2 separate regions of the Sus scrofa genome follow, and region 2 is linked to region 1. A link is a contact called in public Hi-C data. All regions are on one chromosome and are shown on one strand. The core of a region is the stretch at or near the end of the contact, and the rest is flanking DNA. Distances in the headings are between cores, read along the strand shown. Region 1 has its middle 120 kb from the start of MIR133A-2. Region 2 overlaps LOC102162217 (a long non-coding RNA gene).

What was found. A called contact is a pair of places that touch in the nucleus more often than the background predicts.
Region 2: a Hi-C map of liver shows a contact between it and region 1, with 4 times the contacts expected there. The contact joins two enhancer-like sites. A contact is called at or near these places in 1 of 5 promoter capture datasets (liver) and 5 of 47 Hi-C or Micro-C datasets (liver and skeletal muscle).

The regions. Positions count from the first base shown.
Region 1 is chr6:107,114,077-107,120,207 of Sscrofa11.1, forward strand. No RefSeq gene overlaps it. Among named protein-coding and RNA genes, the nearest start is that of MIR133A-2, 120 kb to the left of the region's middle. Within about 2 kb of position 2,660, at least 1 of the 83 cell types and tissues checked has an H3K27ac peak or open chromatin away from gene starts, as enhancers often do. A contact at or near this core is called in liver, where this site is marked.
Region 2 is chr6:107,201,442-107,207,572 of Sscrofa11.1, forward strand. The region is part of intron 1 of LOC102162217 (a long non-coding RNA gene); the gene reads left to right. Among named protein-coding and RNA genes, the nearest start is that of GATA6, 80 kb to the right of the region's middle. Within about 2 kb of position 2,385, at least 12 of the 83 cell types and tissues checked have an H3K27ac peak or open chromatin away from gene starts, as enhancers often do. A contact at or near this core is called in liver, where this site is marked.

The sequences.
Region 1 (6,131 bases), core at 1,410-3,909:
TGACCCCAGTTGCTGCTGTGGCACAGGTTCAATCCCTGGCCTTGGAACTTGTGTATGCTGTAGGTATAATCAAATCAAATCAAATCAAGATCCCTGGGTCTCTTGGAATTATAAGTTCTTGTTATAATTTTTGTGATTAATTAAATTAAACAGTAGCAAAATTCTTCAAACTGGGAGCGAAGAGGCTAGATTCTTGTCTCCAATGAGTGGCTTTGATGTGTCACAGTGTCCCCCTCAAGGATGTGAACTCAGAGTTCCCATTGTGGCTCATTGTGGGTTAAGAACCTGACTAGTATTCATGAGGATTGAGGTTCAATCCCTGGCGTTGCTTGGTGGGTTAAGGATCTGGTGTTGTGGTGAGCTGTGGTGTAGGTCGCAGATGGGACTTAGAGTTGGCATTGCTGTGGCTATGGTGTAGGCCAGTAGCTGCAACTACAATTCTGCCCCTAGCTGGGAACTTCCATATGCCGCACGTGCAGCCCTCAAAAAAAAAAAAAAAAGGATGTGAACTCGATATTTTCTTTTTTTCCTTTTTCTTTTTGTCTTTTTAGGGCCGCACCCAAGGCGTATAGAGGTTCCAAGGCTAGGGGTTGAATTGGAGCTGTAGCTGTTGGCCTACACCACAGCCGCAGCAATGTCAGATCCGAGCCACACCTGCAACCTACACCATAGCTCATGGCAACACCGGATTCTTAACCCACTGAGCAAGGCCAGGGATTAAACCCTCAACTTCACGGTTCCTAGTTGGATTCATTAACCACTGAGCCACGACGGGAACTCCAGAAATGGATATTTTCTGAACGAGCAGCTCCGGCTCTGAAAGCAGTATCCTAATCATTAGATCAAGAAGAGTGAAGCTCCCTGGCCTTGGTATTTGAATTCTCAGGCTCTTTACCAAAATGAACTACTGATGTTTGATCTCCCTGAGGAGCAGAGGCCACCAGGCGAAACTTTCTGACTTTCCTACCCTGACACACACCTCTTCCACGTCCCTCCTCCCAGCTGGACAAATGTCCTCCATCATCTTGAAGGCTGGCCTGTGCTCCAGGGCAGGGCTCCTCCGAGCACCCGGGGATCTTGTGAAAATGCAGATTCTATTTCCAGTGGTCTGGGGTGGAGCCTGAGATTACATCAAGAATTTAATTTTAGGGAGTTCCCATTGTGGCTCAGCAGGTTAAGAACCTGATGAGTATCCATGAGGATGCAAGTTCCCTGGCCTCGCACACTGGGTTACGGCATTGCTGGGAGCTGTGGTGTAGGTCTTGGATGTGGCTTGGATCTGGCATTGCTGTGGTTGTGCTGTAGGCCGACAACTGCAGCTCTGATTTGACCCCTGACCTGGGAACTTCCTTATGCTTTGGGTGAGGTTGTAAAAAGAAAAAATAAATAAGTAAAGCCCACATATCCTTAAAAAATATATATGTGTGTGTGTGTGTGTGTGTGTGTGTGTGTGTGTGTAAAACATGTGGTTCACCTGAGAAATGGAATTTAAAACTATAGAATCCCACAAACCAAAATTAGTAAAAGGCTATGGAAATTGTAGTTAGGAGTGGGGTTTGAAATAACATGGACATTATTTTTTAAAAATTTTTTTATATTTTGTCTTTTTTTGTACTATTAGAGCCATGCCCACAGCATATGGAGGTTCTCAGGCTAGGGGTCGAATCGGAGCTGTAGCCGCCAGCCTACGCCAGAGCCACAGCAACACCAGATCTGAGCCATGTCTTTGACCTACACCACAGCCCACAGCAGTGCCGGATCCTTAACCTGTCTGAGGCCAGGGATCAAACCTGAAACCTCATCATTTCTAGTAGAATTCGTTTCTGCTGTGCTCCCCAATATTTGCATTATTGAATGACAGATGGTATTATGCTGTCATAGTGGCATTTGCTTGGCAGTTATATCCTTTTCTTGGGGATCAGCTATTACTGTTCATGCTTCTCACCCCACAGTCCTCTCTGAGGATTTGGGGGAGAGCATATGGAGGAGTCAGTGAAAACTCACAGCTTTTTTTATTTTTTGTTTTTTTTAGGGCAGCACCCACCCTAAAAATGTTCCCAGGCTAGGAGTCAAGTCAGAGCTACAGCTGCTAGCCTACACTGCAGCCACAGCCACGCCAGATCTGAGCCTCATCTGCGACCTACACCACAACTCACGCAGGATCCTTAACCCACTGAGCGGGGCCAGGGATCAAACTTGCATCCTCATGGATACTAGTTGGGTTCGTATCCACTGAGCCACAACAGGAACTTCGGAAAACTCATAGCTCTTAGGTCATCCTTTTGGATGCCATGGTCAGGTGGAGTGGTCAGGTACAGAAGTCCCCACCTTCGGGACTATGGCTTCACCGACAGAACAGCAAGTATAACATTTATGCTTATTTCCTGAGAGCAAAGCAAGTTTGGTCTCTAAGGTTGCACCCATATTTGTACATCAACTCCATATGAAATTGGCTCCCCGCCCCATGTAAATACTCCATTTCTACATTGGCTGATGGCTGTTGAGGATGGAAATGATCTGTTAGTAAATGATTATAAAGTACTTGCCTAATCAAAATGAGGGCTCAGTAACCCTTTGATAAGGCTGGGCTGAGGCAGGAGCTGGTCACTTGGACCCAGCTGGCCCTTTGTGAGGACTAGCCTTGGCAGGAATCCACGTGACAAGTGCCGTCTGTGTCCCCAGCAGTCCACACTGATTGGATGTACCCCTGGTCTGAGCCCAATGCAAACTGTGCAGAACTCAGAAAGTGCATAGTCCTTGGCTAATGATGCTACCCAGCCCTTTGGTCTGTTTTTACTAGCTTTTTAGAGAGGCACAAGGTAGTGTGTGCATTGGAGAAAAACAGTTTTAAATGATTAAAAACACTTCACCAAACAGATCTTTGCACAAGCATGTTCATAGCTGCAACTTTTACAATTGCCAAAAGTTGGAAACAATTCAAGTGTCCATCAACAGATGAATATATAAATAAGATTTGGTATATATGCACAACTGAATGTCATTCAGCCTCAAAAAGGAATGAAATTCTGATACACGTAAACATAGATGAATCTGGGAAACATTTTGCTAAGTAAAATAAGCCAGATACAAAGGGACAGATATTGGACGGTTCCACTTCTATGAGGTACCTGGAAGAGTCAAATTTGAAAGTGGAATATTGGTTGCAGAAGCTGGAGAGAGGGGAGAGTAGGAAGTTTGCGTTTAATGGGGACAGAGTTTCGCTTTGTAATGAAGAAAAACTTTTGGAGATGGATGATGATGGTGGTTGTACAATGTTGTAAATACTAAATGCCACTGAGCTGTGCACTTTAAAATGGTTAATTATATGCTATGCATATTTTACCATAATAAAAAAAAGTGTACAGAATTTCCCTGGTGGCTCAGTGGATTAAGTATGCTGTAGCATAGGTTTGATCCCTGGCCCAGGAACTTCCACATGTGCCTCGTGCCTGGCCAAAAAAAAAAAAAAAAAAAAGGACGTACATGACTCAAAGAATTTCCTTTGATGATTTCCATTTAAGTTAGGGGAAATCCTGAGTTCCCAAAGTGGCTTAGCGGTAATGAACCTGACTATTATCCACAAAGATGGGGGTTTGATCCCAGGCCTAGCTCAGTGGGTTAAGGATCTGGCATTGCTATGAGTGGTGGTGTAGGTTGAAGATGCAGCTTGGATCCAGCCTTGCTGTGGCTCTGGTGTAGGCCGGCAGCTGCAGCTCTGATTAGACCCCTAGCCTGGGAACTTCCACATGCCTAAAAAGTGCAGTACTAAAACGCTAAAATAAATAAAACAAAACAAAGTTAGGAAAAACCAAAGACTTCATTTTCAATTTGAGCCTCCCCTTCCCTTTGCCTCTTGATGGCTCATGTCCACACTGGGTGGCCTTTGACCCAGTGCCCAGGAACTAAGTCAGAGGCAGGTCATCCTGACCTCACCTCGTCTGTGGCCAGAGACAGGCTGACGTCAGGTGTTGGCAGAGCAGAAAGGAAGGAGAACAGGGGAAAAGGCCTCTAAGATCATAAAGAAGAAATTAACTGATCATGAAAGAATGACAGCAGCTGGTAGATGCAACTGGAACAGATCTTGGGAAGGACAGGAAGTGATCCCTCTGGATCCAAATGAGGCTGCTCTGGGGGAGGCTTTGTGAGGCTCCTGGAAGCAGCAGCCCCCGAATGGGCTGAGGGTGATTTGTGATGCTGAAAATGGTTTGGTCCAGAGCAGAGCTGGGAGCCGCCACTTCTGGAAGCAGTATGCTCTGTGCTTTCCATTTATTTGTCTCCTCTTGAAATTCAATCTATTTCCTTAAAAGAACTGGGCCTGCAGTTTCCGATTATAAATTGGAAGATTTGTGTCTACGTAGGTTCTTTCCTCGCTACTCAGAAACCTCTGGAAATTTGTTTCCTAATGGCTGGGGGGCAGAGCTAAAGTGATCTCTTCCATTGCCAAAGAACTTGGGCAGTAATCTGAACTTGCTATTCTGCTCTCAGCGGAAGGGACACCAAACATTTAGGTGCTGAGGGCTCCTGGCAGGGCGCTGCGGAAAGTGCGGGAAGCCCCTGGCACAGGGCACTGGGGATTTGCTGCTGTGGCAGGTAGCGAGGCAGGAAAGGGGGAGATTTTGACATTCCAGCCCCATTCACCTCCTGGTGTCTCTAGGATGTCACACTCAGACTTTTGTTGAATTCCTCTATGAAAACCAACCTTTTAGGATTCTGTGTGTCCCTCCAGCCCCATCTCCTGGCAGGTGAACATCAGTTTCCTTGAAAAATGTTTCCCCTGGAATTTCCATTTCAGGCACCAGCGAGGCTTACTTAGACCACAAACAACTCAAGAGAAGCGTCTGCAAAAGACACAAGCAGGCATTTCATAGAAAATAGATTACGTGTGGCCAAGATCCATTTAAAGAGATATCTGGTACTCACAGTGGTTAGCAAGATGCAAATCAAATACACTGTGACACCATCTTGCATCCTTCCAGTTGGCAAAAGTCAAAAAAGTCCAACATGGAGTTTCCATTGTGGTTCAGTGGGTTAAGGACCCAACATTGTCTCCCTGAGGATGTGGGTTCAATCCCTGTCCTCGTTCAATGGGCTAAAGATCTGGCTTTGCTGCAAGCTCAGATCTGGTGTTGCTATGGCTGTGGTATAGGCTGCAGCTCCAATTTGACTCCTAGCCCGGGAACTTCCATAGGCTGCTGGAGCAGCTGTAAAAAGAAAACGAAAGTCAGTACTAAATGTTGGAGAGGCAGCAAATCTAGAGAGAGAGCTCTAAGGCTTGGCTAGTGGGAGTAATTCATACAACCCATTTGAAAAGCTGAGTGGCATTGTTTCCTAAAGTAGAACTTTTACAGACTTTATGACAAAGCAGTCCCACTCCATGGCATGTACCAAAGAGCAATTCTTGCATAACAACAACAACAGTAACAGTAAAAAGGCATGCACAAGAATGATCAAACAGGGAGTTCCCATCGTGGCTCAGTGGTTAACAAATCCGACTAGGAACCATGAGGTTGTGAGTTCAATCCCTAGCCTTGCTCAGTGGGTTAAGGATCCGGCGTTGCCATGAGCTATGGTGTAGGTTGCAGACGCGGCTTGGATCCCGCGTTGCTGTGGCTGTGGTGTAGGATGGTGGCCACAGCTCGGATTAGACCCCTAGCCTGGGAACCTCCATATGCTGCAGGAGCAGCCCAAGAAATGGTTGTGGGTTCGATCCCTGCCCGTGCTCAGTGGGTTAAGGATCCAGCGTTGCCGTGAACTGTGGTGTAGGTTGCAGATGTGGCTTCAGTCTGGTGTGGCTGTGATGTAGGCCGGCAGCTGTAGCTCTGATTATACCCCTAGCCTGGGAATCTCTATATGCCATGGGGGTGGCCCTAAAAAGCAAAAAAAAGAGAATGATCAAACAGTCCTGTCCACCAGAGCAAAAAACTGGAAACGTCAGGAGAGTAGACGAATAAATATTACAGAGCAGCCCAATGTATGAACTTAACAATATATAGCAAAGTGAATAATTCTTTGAATATTACTAAGTAAAGAAATAAGTTTCAAAATATTACAAAGAGCATAATACCCTTTTTTATAATTAAAAATAAAAGTGAAATATATACCTTAAATATACATATACAGACCTTCCTTGA
Region 2 (6,131 bases), core at 1,135-3,634, 87 kb after region 1:
GATCCCTTATTTTTAAAAGTTTGAGTAATTAAAAGGAGAATCAAATTTTGCCAAGCAAGAGGGAATAAGAATATAGGAGAGTGGCAAAAGCCCGGCAGAGTGCCTTCTATCCAAAAAAGAGCTGTAGTCAAGACCACATCAACTGGGAGAAAGGAAGGCAAGGCAGAGGTGTTCTGCCACTCATTTCTGATTCTCTTTGAGTGAAGGTCAGCTTTTGCAGCCATCCTTAGGAAGAGTTCTGAGTCTCCATTAGGCTTCCTATCCAAATTTGCTGTTAGTTGGTACCTGCCCATTGATGCACATGTTTCCAAGATCAAGCTAAGCAGCTGAAACCTCCCTCCCCATTCCTGCCCCCACTCTACCCTCAGCCCAGAGAAGCCGAATTCAGGTTGGCTCTGTCCAAAGTTTGATATTTATTCTCACTCAAAAAAAATTTTTTCCCCTTTGATCTTTTGCCTTTTTAGGGCCGCACCCAGTGGCATATGGAGGTTCCCAGGCTAGGGGTCGAAATGGAGCTATTGTTGCCGGCCTATGCCAGAGCCACAGCAATGCCAGATCCGAGCTGCATCTGTGACCTACACCACAGCTCACGGCTACACCGGATCCTTAACCCACTGAGCGAGGCCAGGGATCGAACGCACAACCTCATGGTTCCTAGTTAGATTCATTTCTGCTGCGCCACAACGGGAACTCCTCAATTTTTTTTTTCTTTTTCCTTTTTTTTTTTACTTTTTGCACTGCACCTGAAGCTTATGGAAGTTTCTGGCCAGGGATCAAATCTGAGACACATCTGCGACCTATCCCACAGCTGTGGCAACACCAGATCCTGAACCCAGGGCACCAGGCCAGGGATCAAACCTGAAGCTCTGCAGTGATCCAAGCCAAGTATAGAGGTTCCCAGGCCTGGAGATCCCATCGTGGCTCAGTGGTTAATGAACCCCACTAGGATCCTTGAGGATGCGTGTTCGATTCCTGGCCTCCCTCGGTGGGTTAAGGATCCAGTGTTGCCATGGGCTGTGGTACAGCTCAGATCCCTCGTTGCTGTGGCTGTTGTGTAGGCTGGCAGCTGTAGCTCTGATTCAAACCCTAGCCTGGGAGTTCCCTTCATGGCTCAGTGGTTAACGAATCCGACTAGGAACCATGAGGTTGCAGGTTCGATCCCTGGCCTTGCTCAGTGAGTTAAGGATCCGGCGTTGCCGTGAGCTGTGGTGTAGGTTGCAGATGCGGCTCGATCCCACGTTGCTATGGCTGTGGTGTCGGCTGGCAGCTACAGCTCCAATTCGACCCCTAGTCTGGGAACCTCCATATGCCGCGGGTGAGGCCCCAAAAGGCGAAAAAAAAAAAAAGCAGCAGCAGCAGTCTGGACAGGGTCACCCTGAAACAATGGTCTCTCCCAAAGGTGCACCTCCTCACAGCTTTTGCTCACACCCTTGGATATGGGCTCCTCCCCTCCTACTCCAGGAAGCATCCTAGTGGGTAGTACTCAGGAGACCAGAGATCCAAGGGTCCTTTGACATCTTGCCTTTGTCCCCTTAAGTCCCCACAGTCTAGATAACTGAGCTCCTGACAGGAGTCACCTGCCAAGAGAGCAATTGCCTGTGCTGCTGGGAGGCTCAGAGCGGGCTTCCTGGTGTCAGCTAATCCCAGTGCTTCCCAGAAGGCAGTGAGTGAACGTCGATGCACTTGACCGAGAACAAATCCCCGTCAGCTCTCAGCCATAGCCAATGGGCCGGCCCGCCCGGAGGCTGGAAGAAACGTGCTGCTCAAGGGTGAGGAGGAAGGAAAACAGGGGCCCCATTGAGGACAGACCTAGCTAGCTCCCCCTTTGGCACCTAAAATGGTCAATTTTAGCTGATCAGCTTCATTTCGCAACTTGGTTATGTGATTCCCCAGCATTACCTCTTATCTCTAAACCGAGGTGTGAAAACAGAACCGGCTTGGCAGAGTCGGGCTGCCTAAAGGAGGGTCTTTGTGTGAGGCTCAAGGCTTGTGGGGTGGAAAAGGACAACCCCCATCTCCCCTGCCTCCACTCTTCTATTTGTGCTTCCTTTCATTCAAGGGGGACCAGAGGCATGTCCACCTGCATAAAAAAAGGAGCCCCTGTCCAGAGGAGAGAGAACCCGCGTGCCACAGGGCGAGGGCTTTGGCCTCTGCCTGGGTGAACCTCCAGCCCCAAGTGAATTACTCAAATAGCTCGTGGAGGTTTCCAAATGTGCAGTAAGGCTTGGGCACAAGTACGCAGCCCGCGCTGGTCACCACCTCTTGGGAGGGAGAAGCAGGGTGGCGCCATGCCAGCAGGCTCACAAAGCAGTGTTGTTAATGCTCCCTCCGATGCTCCTGTGTGGCTTCATCCGAGCAGAGGAGGATCTGTTTACGCCGACTGGCTCCTATTGATTCTTCTGGGGGAGGGGAATTACAATGCTGGCCTCTGTTAGTCTCTGGAGTGTGATGGGAGCCCTTGGCCAAGGCTTGAGGGTGTCCTGTGATTCTGCTTGGTTGGGGTGATACTGAATTACACCCCTGGAGGGTGAGCTCATGCCTGGGCCTCAGAAAACAAGTTTCTGACTAGATTTGGGGCTGAGGAGAAACTTCAGGCATTGGATTCCTTGAGAAGCCCACTGTCTCCTTGTGATGACTTGAGGGCGGCGTTTCTCTAAGTTGAGTCCCTGGAAAACTGGGGGTCCGAGAGTTTATCAAAAATATCCATGACGGGGAGACCAAAACACCTTTCTCCCAAATCGCTTTAATCGTAGCCATGGTCTGTTGTGCTGACAAACTCCTCCAGTTGTTCTGCTAAAGTTTGGTTTTAGCCCCCGCCCCCCCACCTCCATCTCACCCCCGAAATGCCCGTGAGCATTTCAGCTCTTTGTCCTGTTAAAGGGATTACAAACTGAGAAGCTAGGTCAGGAAGTAGGGCCGCAGGTCAGAGAGGACCCCAGGCCAGCCTACCCAGGCCTTCTGGAATCTCCACCCACTTTCTGGCAGGGGCTGTCCTCCGCCTGGGGCCCTGCCCTAAGTTGTACTCCTTCTCACATTCTCAAAGGACTTTCTTCCAGCAGACTGAGGGGTCTGGTACAGCTAGTCCTGATTGTCCTCCATCAAGGGCAATTCACAAGCTTAGTAAAGTCAGTATCTCCCCCTGTGACCTAAAATGAACCCTTTCCAGAAACTCACGTCTCTCTCCCTTGGCCCCTTCCTCACAGCCCAGTAAGGTCCAGCACCACATTTCTGTCTTGCAAGTTCTCCAGTTTGGCCAGAGGGTCCCTCGATGAGTCCCTGTAGGCAGAGCTGTGGGACCTCTCAGCTTGCCTTCCCAGCCGAAAAGTTTTTAAATAGTTTCTGGGAGTTCCCATCGTGGCGCAGTGGTTAACGAATCCGACTAGGAACCATGAGGTTTCGGGTTCGGTCCCTGGCCTTGTTTAGTGGGTTAAACAATCCGGCGTTGCCATGAGCTGTGGTGTAGGTTGCAGACGCGGCTCGGATCCCGCGTTGCTGTGGCTCTGGCGTAGGCTGGTGGCTACAGCTCCGATTAGACCCCTAGCCTGGGAACCTCCATGTGCCTCGGGAGTGGCCCAAGAAATAGCAAAAAAAAAAAAATAAATAAATAAAATAAATAAATAAATAAATAAAATAAATAATAGTTTCTGATCGTTTTTGAGAAAAGCCCTTTCATGCCCTTCAGAGTCTTAAGGGTCTGGCACCCACTTCTCTCCTTCTCTCCTTGTCCCATGGAGCTCACAGGCTGAATTTCTCCAGGTAATTTCTGCTCCAAGTCTCTGGCTGTCTTATGCAATCCTGCAGCCCTGCATGACTGTTCTCCTGAGACCAGATCTGCCTTTTCTTCCAGTCTGAGTCCATAAGGATGGGCATGACGCCTTATTTGTCTTTCTATCCCAGCACCTTACAAAGGAGGCAAAATACTGGTGACCAGGACTTGTTTGCTCAGTCATTTTATTTTGTTTTATCAAAAAAGTATTTTTGGAGTTCCCGTCGTGGTGCAGTGGTTAACGAATCCGACTGGGAACAATGAGGTTGCGGTTCGATCCCTGGCCTCGCTCAGTGGGTTAAGGATCTGGCGTTGCTGTGAGCTGTGGTGTAGGTTGCAGACTCGGCTTGTACCCTGAGTTGCTGTGGCTCTGGCGTAGGCTGGTGGCTACAGCTCCGATTAGACTCCTAGCCTGGGAACTTCCATATGCCTCGGGAGCAGCTCAAGAAATGGCAAAAAATAAAAAAGACAAAAAGACAAAAAAAAAAAATTTTTTTTTTTTGAGGAGTTCCCATTATGGCTCAGTGCTTAATGAATCTGACGAGGAACCATGAGGTTGCAGGTTCGATCCCTGGCCTTGCTCAGTGGGTTAAGGATCTGACGTTGCTGTGAGCTGTGGTGTAGGTCGCGGACAGCTGGGATCCTACGTTGCTGTGGCTCTGGCGTAGGCCAGCAGCTACAGCTCCAATTCGACCCCTAGCCTGGGAACCTCCATATGCCACGGGAGCAGGCCTAGAAAAGGCAAAAAGACCAAAAAAAGAAAAAAAACTGATAACGTTCTGTCAGTGTCTGCTGTACAGCAAAGTGACCCAGTCATACAGATATCTATATTCTTTTTCTCATATTATCTTCCATCATGTTTCATCACAAGTGATTAGATATAGTTCCCTAGTCATTGTAAATAGAAATCTTCCCCATATGCATTAGATAGACCTTTTTTTTTTTCTCTTTTTTCTTTTTAAGGCCTCACCTCCAGCATATGGATGTTCCCAGGCTGGGGGTTGAGTTGGAGCTACAGCTGCCGGCCTACACCACAGCCACAGCAACACAGGATCCAAACCACATCTGTGACCTACACCGCAGCTTGCAGCAACACCGAATACTTAACTCACTGAGCAAGGGATCAAACCCACATCCTGACAGACACTAATGGCAGGTTCTAAACCTCCTGAGCCACAATGAGAACTCCCTAGATGGAGCTTCTTTAACAAAGCATTCTTAGCAACATGTAACCGGTTTTGGTTGGCTCCACTGTTTTTCTGACACCTTGGTTGAAAGTGCAAAGTCTGGAGTCCTTGTGCTCCAGACTTGGAAAGAAAAGCATTTTCGGAGGGCATTCTTGTGTTAACTAACAGCTTTTTAAAATGAATTTGATCGGAGTTCCCGTTGTGGCGCATCGGAAATGAATCTGACTAGGAACGATGAGGTTGGGGCTCGATCCCTGGCTTTGCTCAGTGGGTTAAGGATCTGGCGTTGCCGTGAGCTGTGGTGTAGGTCACAGATGTGGCTTGGATCTGGCGTTGCTGTGGCTGTGGTATAGGCAGGCAGCAACAGCTCCGATTAGACCCCTAGCCTGGGAAACTCCATATGCCAAGGGTGAGGCCCTAAAAAGACAAAAGACAAAAGACAAAAAAAAAAAAAAAAAGAATTTGATCAAAAAATTCTATTTCTAGGATTCTATCCCAAGTGTAGTTCTTGAGAACAACATATTGGGAGTTATGGTCAAAGGACCCAGGGAAATTTATGTCACAGAAAACGACGTAAATTTTCATAAGAATGTGGACTTGTATTTCTGATGTGGCAGGATATCCATGGCATTAGATGAGAAAGTGAGTTGGAGAAAAATTTAATCATCCTCTAATATCTGCATGTAATCTTTGTGTCTATAGGAAGGGGTCAGGAAGGATACACATCCAATGGAAGACTGTTCATACCTGGGAATGGGATACAGAAAGGGTGGAAGGAATTGTCATTTTTCTATGCTATTTCTTGGAGTGGCTTGAGTGCTGAATTACCCCAGCCCAGCGGGGGCGGTGTGGAGTAATGGAGCTTAAAGCGATATAATGTGATTAGCACTTCTACTACTGATTTTTCTCTACCTCCTGTCTACTTTGTCAGAGGTCACTGACCTGCCTGCACTGCATTTATTTTTATTTTATTTTATTTTTGTCTTTTTGCCGTTTCGTGGGCCGCTCTGGCGGCATATGGAGGTTCCCAGGCTAGGGGTCGAATTGGAGCTGTAGCTGCCGGCCTATGCCAGAGCCAAAGCAACGTGGGATCTGAGCCACATCTGCCATCTACACCACAGCTCATGGCAACGCCGGATCCTTAACCCACTGAGCGAGGCCAGGGATCGAACCCGCAA